Regions from separate parts of the Ovis aries genome. Here region 1 is linked to region 2. Evidence: chromatin contacts called from public Hi-C data. All regions are on one chromosome and are shown on one strand. Each heading gives the region's core, a stretch centred on a gene start, on an enhancer-like site or on the middle of the called end of the contact. The rest is flanking DNA. Distances are from core to core; before and after follow the strand shown.

What was found. Hi-C and Micro-C count contacts between places; a contact is called where the count stands out from the background.
Region 1: a contact with region 2 is called in a Hi-C map of mixed tissues, with 2.4 times the contacts expected there. The contact joins the enhancer-like site here to the promoter of GPR3 in region 2. A contact is called at or near these places in 2 of 16 Hi-C or Micro-C datasets (mixed tissues and tail adipose tissue).

The regions. Positions count from the first base shown.
Region 1 is chr2:239,896,330-239,903,772 of ARS-UI_Ramb_v3.0, reverse strand. No RefSeq gene overlaps it. Among named protein-coding and RNA genes, the nearest start is that of TENT5B, 40 kb to the left of the region's middle. Within about 2 kb of position 5,037, at least 3 of the 54 cell types and tissues checked have an H3K27ac peak or open chromatin away from gene starts, as enhancers often do.
Region 2 is chr2:239,623,405-239,630,801 of ARS-UI_Ramb_v3.0, reverse strand. It overlaps GPR3 (G protein-coupled receptor 3), which reads left to right and starts at 6,036. Exons shown (of 2, transcript XM_027965442.3): 1 at 6,036-6,182; 2 at 7,227-7,397. The coding sequence starts at 7,232.

The DNA of each region.
Region 1 (7,443 bases), core at 3,788-6,287, 270 kb before region 2:
CCCTCATGGGCCCCTCCATAGGGTTGCTCGTGTGTCTTCACAGCATGGCGGCCGGCTTCTTCCAGAGTAGGTGATCCATGCAGGAGAGTGAGGCTGAAGCCATGATGTCTTTCATGAAGTAGCCTAAATCACATGCCATCTTCCCTGCTGTATCCTATTGGTCAGCCTATTTAACGTGGGAGGGGACTACACAAGGACCTGGCCACCAGGAGGTGGGGTTTGCTGGGGGCCATCTTGGAGGCTGGCTACCACAGCCTTCAGGTGAATCTTCAGAAATATAAACCTAAAACACTAATGCTTTCTTTCCTCAAAGAACTATTTAAGCATCTCTTCTGTGTGTAAACAATCCACCTGCAACGGAGGAAACACGGATTCCATCCCTGGGTTGGGAAAATCTCCTGGAGAAGGAAATGGCAACCCACTCCAGTATTCTTGCCTGGGAAACCCTATGGACAGAGGAGCCTGGCGGGCTACTGTCCATGGGGTCACAAAGACTCAGAAGCGACTTAGCGACTAAACAACAACAGACAAAGCATCTCTTCCATCCCCTAGAAGGCTCTGTCTGAAGATGGTGGCCGGGACAGGCCCCATTAATTTCGCATGAGCTCACTTTCTCCTTTGCCCTTATTGATCTCTTACTTTCTGCATCTTGGCAGTGAGTTCCAGCTGCAGCACAAAGTGCCTTTCCCAGACTGCCCCAGTTCTTCCCAAAATAGTGTTGGTTGGCCCTTGGCATCTCATAGTTTCACCAGGAAAAAGACTGCTGCTGCTGCTAAGTCGCTTCAGTCATTTCTGACTCTGTGCGACCCCATAGACAGCAGCCCACCAGGCTCCCCTGTCCCTGGGATTTTTCCAGGCAAGAACACTGGTGTGGGTTGCCATTTCCTTCTCCAATGCATGAAAGTGAAAAGTGAAAGTAAAGTCGCTCAGTCGTGTCCGACCTCAGTGACCCCATGGACTGCAGCCTTCCAGGCTCCTCCATCCATGGGATTTTCCAGGCAAGAGTACTGGAGTGGGGTGCCATTTCCTTCTCCAGGAAAAAGACTAGATGGGCCCATTTCTTAGGGACAGCCCAGTTTGAAATCACAGGGAAAACCTCAGACCCACTAACTCTGATCCCATGTCACTGTGCCAGCATACAGCAGTTAAAGTGCTTTTGGAGGCCAGGGATAAGAGCTGACTCAGCCAAAGTAGAATTTAGTGGAAGCATGCCAGAATGTGTCACAAGCTGGAGGGATGCTGAAGAGCCAGCATCCAGGAAGGGCAGGAACCAGGCAATCCTGCAGATCTGAACATCAGGGTTCATGGGCTGTCCCTGTGGAGCACAGCCATCAGTGGACACAGTACCAAAGACCCCTGTTTCTGTTTCATGTTCCTGGCAGAGAGAACCTGTGTGGTGAATTTTAAGTCAGGTGCCCAACCTTGGTCCAATCAGCAACAGCTGCGGCGTGGGTGGAATCCAGCAATAGCGCTTGTACGATGGGGGCTGGCCCTAGAGCGGGTAATATTAGTGAGGGCTGAGAATCTCATTGGGAGATATTTATTCAGGAAAGAGGTTTGTTTTGGGCAGAAATAAAGTATCTGAACTATTAGGGAGCTCCAAGACCACACTGCATCCCCTTCCCCTTTCCAGAATATTCCTGGGACTCTGGAGCCATTCACTTATTTAATAAGCTTGCTTTCTTTCTATTTTCAAATTTGCCTTTGCCGGGACTTAGCTTCAGCATGCAAACTCTTAGTTGTGGCACGTGGGATCTAGTTCCCTGACCAGGGATCAAACTGCGTTGGGAGTGTGGAGTCTTAGTCATGGGCCACCAGGGAGGTCCTAAGAAACTTTGTTCTTGGTTATTCCTCCACTCTGAATATCCTACCTGGAACCTGGCATCCACTTATGAAATGGGCTTCAAAGTCACTTCACAATGGGGTTCAAAGACCATCTGCGAGTCCAGGCTCTAGGGATTGGGCCTATGAATCTGTGTTAAACCTACTCCCCAAGTGATCCTAAAACCCAGTAAGGTTGAGAAGCACCATCTTGGAGTACTTTAGATGTTGCCTCATCCCAGCTCCCCTGAGTCCCGCAAAGTGGCACAGCTCTGTGAGAAGCCACTGCCTGACCCCCATCCCCTCCACTGCCCATGACCACCTCCTGGGTCTTGTCCCAGCACTCTCCAGACACCCTCATGTCCTCCTCCTAGTGGGAGCGTGAACCTCTGAGACATGCATCTTTTGTTCTGACCCTGCTTCTGCTATCACCTTTTGTTTTTCCTACGTGCATTTTCCTTCCATTCTGATTCTTTCCAATAATAATTTTAAATCTTATCATTTAAAATTTTTATATAAACAACCTGAAACTTTTTTTTTTTTTTTGACCTTTGGGCTTCCCCCGTGGCTCAGTGGTGAAGAATCCACCTGCAATGCAGATGCGGGTTTGATCGCTGGATGAGGAAGCTTTCCTAGAGGAGGAAATGGCAACTCACTCCAGTGTTCTTGCCTGGAGAATTCCATAGACAGAGGAGCCTGGTGGGCTGATGGCCACAAAGAGTTGGATATGACTGAGTGACTGAACATGCTGCTGCTGCTGCTGCTGCTGCTAAGTTGCTTCAGTCGTGTCCGACTCTTCGCGACTCCGTGGACTGCAGCCCACCAGGCTCCTCTGTCCATGGGACTTTCCAGGCAAGAGTACTGGAGTGGGGTGCCATTGCCACCTCCGGACTGAACATGATGAATAGCCAAATGAGGGAATGAATTTTAATTGTCCCTAATCCTAGAGGTTTATTAGTCTCTGTGCAGGTGAGTCTAGTGTGCACAGCACTAGGATTTCTAATTATCCTTAATGAGCTTCCAAAATTCATGGGGCGTAATAGGGTAAGGTGAGTTGTTCCCTAAATAACCCAGTGAATCAAGCTTCTGGTATCTATACCCTCCTGCATTGACTCTGAAGTTGGCCATGTGACTTGCTTTTTCAAGTGGAGTACCAGCAACCACGACACAAACAGGAAAAATGTTGGTGCTTCGGGGCTTTCTCTTGGAACTCTTACAGAGTCACCATGTGAGGAAAACGAGCTTGGACTATCTTCCTTGAGGATGAAAGACCACATGGAGAGGGAGGCTCAGCCACCCTCTCTGTCCCAGCAGAACCCAGCCCTCAGCCATTCCTCCAACTGATTGCAGTTGCACAAGCAAGCCCTGGAAAAACCAGCAGAAGAATGAAGCCAACCCACAGAATCATGAGAAATAGTAAAGCGTTATTGCATTAAGTCCTAAATTTGGGGTGTTTTGTTATGAAGCAGCAGCTGACTGATACATAGGGTCATAGTACTAATCACAGAACAGTGTTTCTGTACCACTATTTCTACCTGATATTCTGTAATCTCACGTAGATCTGCTGTGGTAAAGTGACAAAAAACTATACGCTGGCTTACACAAGATAATTTCTTTTTCTTGTTTGTAAGAAGTCAGAAGTAGGTGGTTCAGGGCTGGTGGGGCAATTCTGTCTACCCTAAAAATGGCTCTTCAGTCTCTGGATCCACGGTAACTGCTCCAGCTCTTATCATCTTCCCATCAGCAAGAAGAGAGAAGACTGAGGGCAGGGCAGGCCCAACCCTTTCAAGGGCAAACTCCAAGACGGGCACTCGATTCACATTCCTTTGGCTAGAACTTGGGCATATGGCTTCTAGTTGCAGAGGAGCCTGGGAAATGTAGTTTCTAGCTAGGCACATGTGTCCAGCAGTTATTTTTATTAAAGAAAGGAGAAACTACACAACGCTGTAAATCAACTATACGTCAATAAGATAAATTTGAAAAAAGGAGAAACCAAGCATTTGAGAATAACTGGCGATCACTGCTGTAGTCTGCCTCCAGGGTGAGTATTTTCATCAATAAATGTGAGTGTCCTATAGACTAAGTGGTTTTATTCTTATTGTAAATCAACAAGGGAATCAAGTTTTGTTTTTGTTTTTGTTTTTGTTTTTTTGAATCAAGTTTTATGTACAAATGGTTAGAATGCTTTAGGCTGCAAATAACAAATATTCAACCAAATGTTGCCTAAAGATTTGGGAGTTTTATTATCTTCAGAGGTCTTGTTTGGAAATCAATACTTTCCTCTTCCTACCTTCCCATCTTCTATGTTAGGGTTTCCTCCTTTGTGGGTAAAAGAAGTTTACCGTGGTTCCAAGCATCATATCCACAGATTAAAAAAAATAATAACAGGGACTTCCCTGGTGGTCCAGTGGTTAAGAATCTGCCTTGCAGTGCAGGGGAACGCAGGTTCAATCCCTAGTTGGGGAACTAAAATCCCACACACTTTGCGGAAACTACTGGGCCTGCATGCAATACAGTGGCAGAGACCCACAATCAAGACCCGGAACAGCCAAAAAGAAATAAATATTAAAAAATAACAGTAACAACTGTCATGTATCGAGTGCTCACCATGTGTAGGAGCTGTCGAACCATTTCAGACACTCGCGCATTCATTCATTCGATCGTGACGACAACCCTAAGAGGAAGGTGCCATTATTATTTTCACATTGCGGATGAGGCAGAAATGTTGAGTAACTCTCTCAAGACGGCCCAGCTAATCAGAGCCCAGCTGTGCTTTTAACCCTGACTCTGGAACCCCTGTTTTTAATGGCTCAGAGGCTCAGCCAGAGATAGCATCTCCAGAAAGAAAGCAGGGGCAGGGCTTGCCCTAAAATGGCTCTCTCTCCTTTCATTAGGCAGAGAAACCCTTCCCGAAGCCCCCAGCCCCACTTCCCCTTCTGTCTCACTGGCTAGAACAGGGTCACATGCCTACTGCGCCCCAGTCACAGCAGAGGGGAGCGGGAACATGTAGAATTATCTCCGACCAGTCGTCGTCCTCCTGACCCCTGCCCCACCCCAGGTGGGTACACTGCCCTCTCCCTTGAACACAACAGGCTTTTTCAGTGAGGAAACAGGGGGCGGAGTCTTCCCGGATGGCAGAACCCAGGCTTGGCTGGGGGTTCCCAGCTCATCAGATTAAAATAGGTTTGGCTCAGACCCTGTCCCCAAGACTTCTGCACTTTCTCAGGCTTACAATTGTGTGGCTCTGGTTTCCTGTTTCTGCTGAATTCTAGCAGCTGTTCCCTTTATTTCTGCCCTGGAATTGACTCAAACATAGGATGCAGCCCATTTCTTCTCCCAAGAAAGCATGAATACCAGGATGCTTTGTGAGCAGAAGATATTTAGGTCTCTGGAAGTCACAGCACTGCTCAGCACCCAAGAGAGAGTGACACTGGGACATTCCTATTCTTAAAAGCCATGGCCCCCCGCATTCCCCAGCCCCCTGCCTCCTGAGCTGGGCAGCCTGCTCCCATCTCCACCTGCCCTCCTTCCTTCACAACCCTCCCACCTTGCCACCCCTGGGGGCTTCCCTGGCTCAGCTCATTCGAGATACCAAGCAATTGGAAGGATTTGGCCCTCCCCAGCTTCTCCTCCCAAACTTGGCTACCTGGCTACCTTTGCTAAACTCAATAAGGGGCCTCAGAACAAACAAAAGAGCCTTTTATTTAAAGAAGCAGGATCTACTCTCCTGAGAAGGAAGTTGTGGTTATAAATAACAGCGGTCCCCAATCTGGATTCCTCTGGGTGACATCGAAATTTTGCAATAAGCTGATAGCCAAGAGGGTCCTCCCCCTGTCTGGGCCTAAGTATCCTCAAAGTTCACCATAAAGAACCCACTCATTCTTCCAGAACCCAAGAAGGTAAAATCAGATTGCGTTAGAAGGACTTATCTGGTGGCCCGGTGGTTAAGAATCTGCCTGCCAATGCGGGGGACACAGGTTCGATCCCTGGTCTGGGAAGATTCCACATGCCTTGGGGTGACTGCTGAGCCTGCGCTCTAGCGCCTAAGAACTGAAGGAAGAGCAGCTGCCCTACCCCCACCCCCCGCCTCCTGTTCACCACAACTGGAGAAAGCTTGCAGTCAGTATTGAAGAGACACACAGCCCCCTAAAAGGCCCTACCTTCAAATTAAAAAAAAAGAAAGAAAGATACTGTCTTCCTGGAGTTTTCTAAGCCGCTGTCCCCAAAATGGTGCCTCTAGGTGCCTCGAGGGGCACCCTGCCCTGGTCAGTAGGTTCTCTCTTCAGAGGCTCGAAAGCCTGAGGGATTCTGTTACCCAGTGTGCGGGGTCAGGCTCCTCGCCACTCAAAAGCCAACAAACAGGCCAGGTTGACAGAAAGTTTGCTTCATTTCAGATGCCGGAAACTTCGAGGGGGCGGGAGGAGGACAGGGAAGACATCTGTCCAAAGGCTGACTTCCCCCCCCACCCCCCGCTGAAGGAGGAAACAGACAGAACAGACTCCATCTTGAAAGCGGGACTCCATCTTGGGCCGGACTCCGTCTTGAAAGCAGGACTCCGTCTTGAAAGCAGGACTCCGTCTTGAAAGCAGGACTCCATCTTGGGCCAGACTATGGACTTTGAGCTATATGCCCAGTATCTATGGAAACAACATACCAAATGGAAAACCAGACCCCCAGGATGGAAGAGCCCTAGGGCTCGTACCTAGACTCTCCTCACCTAAAAGAATACCCTAATTATCTGTATAACCAAATAGAATCATAAATTCTATTATACTTATTGAGGTATGACCATAGGCCTGTTGATAATTGTCCACTGTTAACCTAGGCTTAAGGCTTACGAATCACGGGTTAACTTTGATTGTATCTTTCTTTTCCTTTGTTCAGACTAGTTTCAGGGAATTTGGGGAGGTGGGTTTGAGCATGTACACTTAGGGTATATAAGGTTTTCACAAAAACTGGTCGGGGTCCTTGGCTAAGAGGAGACTCTGCCTTGGGCCCGCCGGTGCAGTAAACTGCACTCCACTCTCTGCATTGTCCTTCTGAGTGAGTTTGCTTCCCGGAAAGCGAGGCTACAACAATGCCACTGGCAACCAGTGGGGCTGGAGCTTTTCTAGACAGAAGTGGGGGGTGACTAACTGCAGAAACAGCACAGTCAGCCCCGACAGTCATCCTCAGGTTGGTCAGGAGCGGTCTGACCAGTGCCATCTTGACTTTTAGATACAGTTCGTCTTCAGTTCCAGGGTCCGTTTGTTCCCATTTCTTTGCGGCCAGTTTCTCAGAATTGCAGCAGCTCATGTTGTGAGCAAAGTCTGGTCATCATGGAGTTAACTTCTCCACCTGGGGTTTCAGCATCTATAAGACAGCTCACCGGATGCAGCTCAGCTTGTTATCTACAGCCCTTGAGGAAGCACTGAAGGGCCTTGGCTCTGCTTAGTGACTACATTATTATTATTTCGTCTCCTTTGACTGTTTCCTTTGTTTCTGCATTTCTCACTTCTCCGATTAAACTTATTCTTTGACTAAAGTTTTCCACAGACAGAAGGCAGGCAAAGTACGTGTTGGGGGCTAGGGGGAGGGGGCAAGGACTATAAGGTGTTGCTCCATTTCAATTCCAAGTATGAG
Region 2 (7,397 bases), core at 4,787-7,286:
CAAGACTTACATGACCTTCCCCTGCCTTCCTCTCTGAGCTCAGCTCCTACATCTCCCCTTGGCTCCTTTGGTCCAGACACACTAGCTTCCTCTGTCCCTCAAACAATCAACTCTTTCCTCCTAAGACTTTCAGTTCAGTTCAGTCACTCAGTCATGTCCGACTCTTTGTGACCCAATGGACTGAAGCAAGCCGGGCTTCCCTGTCCATCACCAACTCCCAGAGCTTGCTCAAACTCATGTCCATCAAGTCAGTGGTGCCATCCAACCATCTCATCCTCTGTTGTCCCCTTTTCTTCCCACCTTCAATCTTTCCCAGCATCAAGGTCTTTTCTAAAGAGTCAGTTCTTTGCATCAGGTGGCCAAAGTATTGGAGTTTCAGCTTCAGCATCAGTCCTTCCAATGAACACCCAGCACTGATCTCCTTTAGGATGGACTAGTTGGACCTCCTTTCAGTCCAACGGACTCTCAAGAGTCTTCTCCAACACCACAGTTCAAAAGCATCAATTCTTCACTCAGCTTTCTTTATAGTCCAACTCTCACATCCATACACGACTACTGGAAAACCATAGCCTTGACTAGATGGACCTTTGTTGACAAAGTAATGTCTCTGCTTTTTAATATGATGTCTAGGTTGGTCATAACTTCCAAGGAGCAAGTGTCTTTTAATTACTTGGCTGCAGTCACCATCTGCAGTGATTTTGGAGTCCAAGAAAATAAAGTCTGTCACTATTTCCATTGTTTCCCCATCTATTTGCCATGAGTGATGGGATTGGATGCCATGATTTTAGTTTTTTGAATGTTGAGTTTCAAGCCAAGGTTTTCACTCTCTTTCACTTTCATCAAGAAACTGTTTCGTTCTTCTTCACTTTCTGCCATAAGGGTGGTGTCATCTGCGTATCTGAGATTATTGATATTTCTCCCATCAATGTTGATTCCAGCTTGTGCTTCATCCAGCCCGGTATTTCTCATGCTGTACTCTCTGTATATAAGTTAAATGAGCAAGGTGATAATATACAGCTTTGACGTACTTCTTTCCCGATTTGGAACCAGTCTGTTGTTCCATTACCAGTTCTAACTCTTTCTTCTTGATCTGCATACAAATTTCTCAGGAGGCAGGTCAGGTGGTCTGGTATCCTTGTCTCTTGAAGAATTTTCCACAGTTTGTTTTGATCTACACAGTCAAAGACTTTGGCATAATCAATAAAGCAGAAGAAGATGTGTTTCTGGAATTCTCTTTTTTGATGATCCAACAGATGTTGGCAATTTGATCTCTGGTTCCTCTGCCTTTTCTAAATCCAGCTTGAACATCTGGAAGTTCATGGTTCATGTACTGTTGGCTTGGAGAATTTTGAGCATTACTTTGTTAGCGTGTGAGATGAGTGCAATTGTCCAGTAGTTTGAACATTCTTTGGCATTGCTCTTCTTTGGGATTGGAATGAAAATTGACCTTTTCCAGTCCTGTGGCCACTGCTGAGTTTTCCAAATTTGCTGGCATATTAAGTGCAGCACTTTCACAGCAGCATCTTTTAAGATTTGAAAGACTTTGCACCTGCTCTACTCTCTTTGGAACTCTTCTATTCTCTTTTCAACTGACTTGCCCCTGACCTCCCTACTAAAAACAGGTCTCCTGGTTATTCTACATCACGATGTCTCCTTTTCCCTTCAGAACATGTATCAGCTATGTACTCAATTACTCAGTTGTTTCCTAGTCTATAAATAAGTTCCGGGAAGGCAGAAACCATGTTTATCTTCATCTACAGTTAACTCCCTGCACACATAAAAGCTAATCAGGTGCTTATTAAATAATCATACTGTACCATGTTGCGACTGTATACATGTTTGCCTATCTCACTGGTCTGTGAGACCCTCAAGGGTTCCCTACTTAATATCATATTAAGTGTTTATTTGTAGATTGTCCATTTCCCCATCAGAATGGAAACACCATGAAGAGGAGATATCTGTTCATTGCTATATTCTCTGTGCCTAGAACTGTGCCTGGCAAATAGTAAATAAACTCAATAAATATTTACTGAATGTTGAAAATGCACGGATATGGCCATATCATCTCTGTCTGTGGCACCCTCTCAAACCCAAGCCCAAGAGAACTATCAGTGAATATTGGCTGAATGAATGGGTCTGTGCTAAGAATGTGTACACTGATGATGGCCAGATTCTTGGAGCTTGGACAGGGGGCTTGTGTCTGTGTCTCTCTCACACACTTCCCTCCAGAGTCTAGGCCCACAGGGTTGGTGGAGGGAAAGAAAGAAGTCTCACCTGGAGGTGAGTGCTCACAGCCATCTGGTGGTCACCTGGGGAACTACAAGTATTGTCTACCTTAGTCAAACTTTATTCCCAGCCCCTTCTGGGGAGATGGTGACATTTAGGCTAGAATGAAGGCACACTGGATTTGGTTCCAAATAGAATGGCTTCAGATCCCAGCTCTGCCATTGACAGTGTGATTTGGGCAAATCGTCTGGCTTCTCTGGGCTTTACCTATGAAATAGGGGTGTAGGATTATCGTATGTACTGGGCTCTGGTCTGGCATCTGGTAGGTGGGAAGGGCTGGAGGGGGAAGTCAGTGACGAGGAGAATCAAGGAGACAGGGAAGGGGGCCTGAGGATGAGAGAAGAAAAAGGGTTGCCTTTTCTTCTAGATAGCAGATCTTTGGGGAACAGACCTGGTTGGCAGTGATGGCCTCAATTGTCCTGTTGACATGGGGCAGTTTTGGAGCACGAGAGAGTGTGCCCACATGAAAATCCATAGCCTCAGACTTCCCTGGCAGTCCAGTGGTTAAGACTCGTGTTTCCACTATAGGGGACGCAGGTTCAGTCCCTGGTCGGGGAACTGAGATCCTACATGCTGCATGGCACAGCCAAAGAAACCCCAAAACAAGCAAATAAGAAACTCCACAGCCTCACTTGAGTCACTTAGGTCTCCAGGGTTTCTCAGGGTTAGAAATGTCACTTCACTCTTTTCCTCTTTGGCTGACTGAGGATTGCCTCCGTCATGAACCAACACCATGATTCTCTGGATCAGGAAATTCTGACCAACCAACTACTTCAAGGGAAAGGTGGTCATTGATGTTCTTCACCCTGGAAGGGCAACCGTATCCAAGACAGAAATTTGGGGAAAATAGCCAAAGTATACAAGACCACACCAGATGTCATCTTTATATTTGGAGTCAGAACCCATTTTGGTGGTGACAACTGGCTTGGATGTGATTTATGATTCCTTGGGTTATGGGAAGAAAAATAAACCACCACCACCTTGCAAGACATGGGCTGCCTGAGAAGAAAAAGAACTGAAGGACAGAATGAAGGAGCTTGGGGGATCACAAAGACCAATGTAGGTTCTGGCAGAAGGAAGGATTAAAGATCCTGCAGTGACTTTATCTGTGGTGATTGTGCAGATTTTTCATGAAAGGATTAATAAACTATGTAAAATAAAAAAAGATCATGCCACTCAGAAGAGAAGACGACAGTCTCTCATACATCTCCCCTCTATTTGTGTGTGTGTGTGTGTGTGTATGTGTGAGCCATATGGCTTGCAAGATCTTAGTTCCCTGACCAGGAATCAAACTTATGCCCCCTGCGGTGGAAGTGTGGAGTCCTAACCACGGGACCACAAATGGGTTCCCTCTCATACACCCTCTCATGCCAACCTCCCAGCAGCCTCTCTGAGACCAACTGGACAGCTGTTGAGACCTGGCTCTGACAGGGGAGAAAGTGGACATCCGGGTTCCAGGGGGCAGATGTTCTTGTATTCCCTTTGCTGCCCCGCTTTCCTCAACACTGTGCGTATTACTGTTCCCTCCGTGATTTCCTTCTCTTTCTCGGATGTTGCTTTTTGTCCAGTCATCCAGTCAGCAAGTATTTATTGAACACCTCCTCCACGCCAGGCTTTGTTCTCCAGCACAGACCAGAACAAAGTCTGTATCCTCTTGGAGCTTATATCTTGGTGGGGCTGACATGTCTTTTCTCTTAAAACAATAAATTTACAATTTCAGGAGTGCTAAGTGCTCTAAAAAATGATAAGGAAAGGAGGGAGAGAGTGACAGGGGCGGGAGTGGTCGTCTAGGGTAGAGGTTGGGAAAGCCTGCTCCGGAAGATATTGACTTGGCCGCAGAGACTCTCAAATGGAGTAAAGGGGTTCTGGGCAGAGGGAACCGCCAGGCAAAGCCCAGGAGCAGGAAGCTTCTCACCCAGTCTGTGCTCTCACTGGTGGGGTTCCCTGAAGCTCCTCCTCTCTGCTCCCTCCCCGCACACCCAAGCCTCCCAGGTGTCCTCCTCCTGCAGCCAGCACCTCCCAGCAATTCCATGCAGAAGATACTAACATGGTCTCTCTTTTTCTTAACTTTTATTTATTTATTTGGCTGTGCTGGGTCTTAGCTGCATCACGTAGGATCTTGTTAGTTGCCGCATGCAAACTCTTTAGTTGCGGCTCATGGGATCTAGTTCCCCTGACCAGGGATCAAACCCCAACCCTCTGCATTGGGTATGTGGCATCTTAGCCACTGGACCAATTGGGAAGTCCCTGTCTCTAGAGAAAACAGGCCCAAAGAGCCTAAGATATTCACCCAAACTAACTGCTGACCACACCACCTGCTAACCACCCCAAACTCACCATGTGCAACCTGAAGTACAGTATCTTCTCCAGCCCTGCCAGCCCCATGTACCCTGCCACTGGCCGGCCCCCTCCTTCTCCCTGCCCCACACTGACTGTGGATACTGCAGTGGTTCTGTGCTGGGAGGATAAGTGGTGGGGCCTGGGATCTGGGCCCTCACCTGGTCCCTGCCCCCAGCCCCTTCCCACAGGCCTGGTTGATTCCAATGAGGATCAGAGCTCGAGTTGGAGGGTGGAGGAGGCAGCTATTTCCCCTTTCCCAGAACTGGCCATATCTGTGGCATCTGGAGAAGTCAGCTGGGAGAGGTTCCCTGGGAACAGGAAGAGGTGGGGAAGGGGGAGTTTCTTCTCTGTGCCCTGCCCTGCCAGGGTGCCTAAGATGGGAGGCCGAGGGGGGCCCGCCCTGGGGACTGAGCTGATGGCTTTCTGCTTCCAAGTTCTTCCCGACTCCTGCTGCTTCAGGGAAGTGACCCCCCCCACCCCCCCCCCCACCCCCACCCCGCTGGCTTTCCAGATCCTTGAATAAATAATTCAAGTTTTGAAATCTTGCCAGGCCCACCCCTCCCTGTGCAGTGAGGGCGCTATTGGGCTGACATGATTGACGTCGCCCAGCTCCTTCTGCCAGCCCCGGCATCAGGAGGGCTGGCCCGGTTACTGTCAGTCCAGACCCTCTACCCTGTCCCACCCCCCTGGGGGCCCACAGTCACCTGGTATCTTCATTCCAGGACCCTATGACCCTTATCACAGCCTGGTCACTTGTGACAGGGTCACGGTGACCTGAAGAACTATCACCCAGCCCCTCCACCTTCCCTTTCCTACCGCCTCATCCCTGAACCCCATCATGGCCCAGCGTCACCCTGACACTGCTATGGTTGCCCTGGGGGCTTCCTTCTCCTCCTCAGCGTCGCACTGCCACCATCCCCCCAAGATCCTGTCACCGCGCTCATACCGTCACTTCCACCCACCTCCCTGCTCCCTCGTGCTCCTGTCACCATCACCTCAGGGCCCCATCGTCTTGGCAACCCCTGTCATCCTCACCGGGGACGCTCATTCAGCCCCCATCACTCGGGCTCCGTCACCTGAATTCCGTCAGCCTGTCTCTGCCACCCGAGGGTCCCATCACCTCCACAAACTCTCCGGGGCCCCTTTCTTCCTCTCCCTCTAACACATGCCCCCCGCCACCTCCCTGAGACTGCAAGGGCTCTCGCACCAGCGACCCCGAAACCCCCGGCCCGTAGAGGGCGCAGCGTCAAGGACAGCGCGGGCCGACTCAGAAGGGGGCGGAGCCGCAGCCACGGTCGCTTTTTATGAATGGGGGAGCGGGCGGCACGAGGCCTCATTACTATGCCGAGCGGCGCGCGCTGCGCCCCAGCGCGACGCACCCATTGGCCAGCCGGGCCACTGACGTCACCAAAGCGGTGGTCGGGGGCGGGGCAGGACGGGGTGACTCACGCCGCTTCTCCCGCGGCCGCGGGGGCTTCTCGGGGTCCTCACACACCCTGCGCAGCCCGGACCCGAGCGCAGCCTCCCCGCGGCCCGGCCGCGCCCCGTCCCGAGAGGTGAGTAGCGGGCCCCGCCTTGGGTACCAGGCGTCCAAGAGGGCACGCAGGATGCTGGACGCTGGGCAAGCGGTCAAGCTCCCAGCCGTTGGTTGGGGTCGGAGGTTGAGACCAGGAACTCTGAGTCTGGGCTAACAGGAGGGGACCCAGGGTCTGGGTGATAAGAGCTGTCAGCTGGGTAGCCCGGCGTGGGGTGAGCACTCCTGCAAGGACCCGAGGCCCTGAAGGGACTGATGGTCATCTGAGTTTGGGCCGGCAGGAAGCGTCTGGGCCAGGAACCAGGCGTCCGAGCAGGAGGAGGTGTCCGACTTAGAAATCCAGACGTCCGGACAGGAGGCGGAGTCAGGCCCAAGAGCCAGGTGTCCAAGCAGAGGGAGGGATCTGACTCCAGGATCCTGGCTTCCAGCAGGGGGTGTTTGTCCCAAAGACCCAGAGGTTCAGGCAGAAAGAAGGGTCCAGCTGGGGGCAGAAGTCTAGGCGAGTGTGTGTTGGGGGGCTGAGGTCCCAGATGTTGTTACCCTAAGAGTGCAGGGTGGGGGCTGGCGGGAGCTTCACGAGCATTCTCTGGGGGCGGAGTCTGGGGCTGGCCATACTGAGAATCGTGAGGGGTCTGGTGAGCCTCAGAAACTGAGCGTCATCCTCCCCAGTGGGGAGGGAGCAGAACTGCTGTCAGTCTTGAGATGTCCCCTCCCCCAGTCCTGGGCCTTTCCCGGCTTCTCCGGGATCCTATGGGCCTCCATCCACTTATGGTAGTCCTTCATCTTGTCCTCCTCGGTCACACACATGGGAGAGAGACCTGCGGGACTCAATGTATTAGAAGGGAGAGGGGAGCGACCCACCACAGGGATCCCCAGACCCCTGCTGGCCTAGGGGCATAGGTGAAGACAAGGGTATCCTGGAAGGAGCTTCAGGGCATGGGAGGGGGTGGGCAACCTGGGACCCAGCCAGGTATCCTGAGGAGAGACCCCCCCCCCCCGACTGCTTCCAGACCCCTCTACCCAGCACCCAGCCCTGCCAGCTTCTCACAGGGCGTTTCTCCTACAGGTACCATGATGTGGGGTGCAGGCAGCCCCCTGGCCTGGCTCTCTGCTGGCCCTGGAAACATGAACATGAGCAGCATGGGGTCCACAGAGGGGCCCACAGGCCCTGCTGCACCGCTGCCCACCCCCACGGCCTGGGACGTAGTACTGTGCATCTCGGGCACACTGGTGTCCT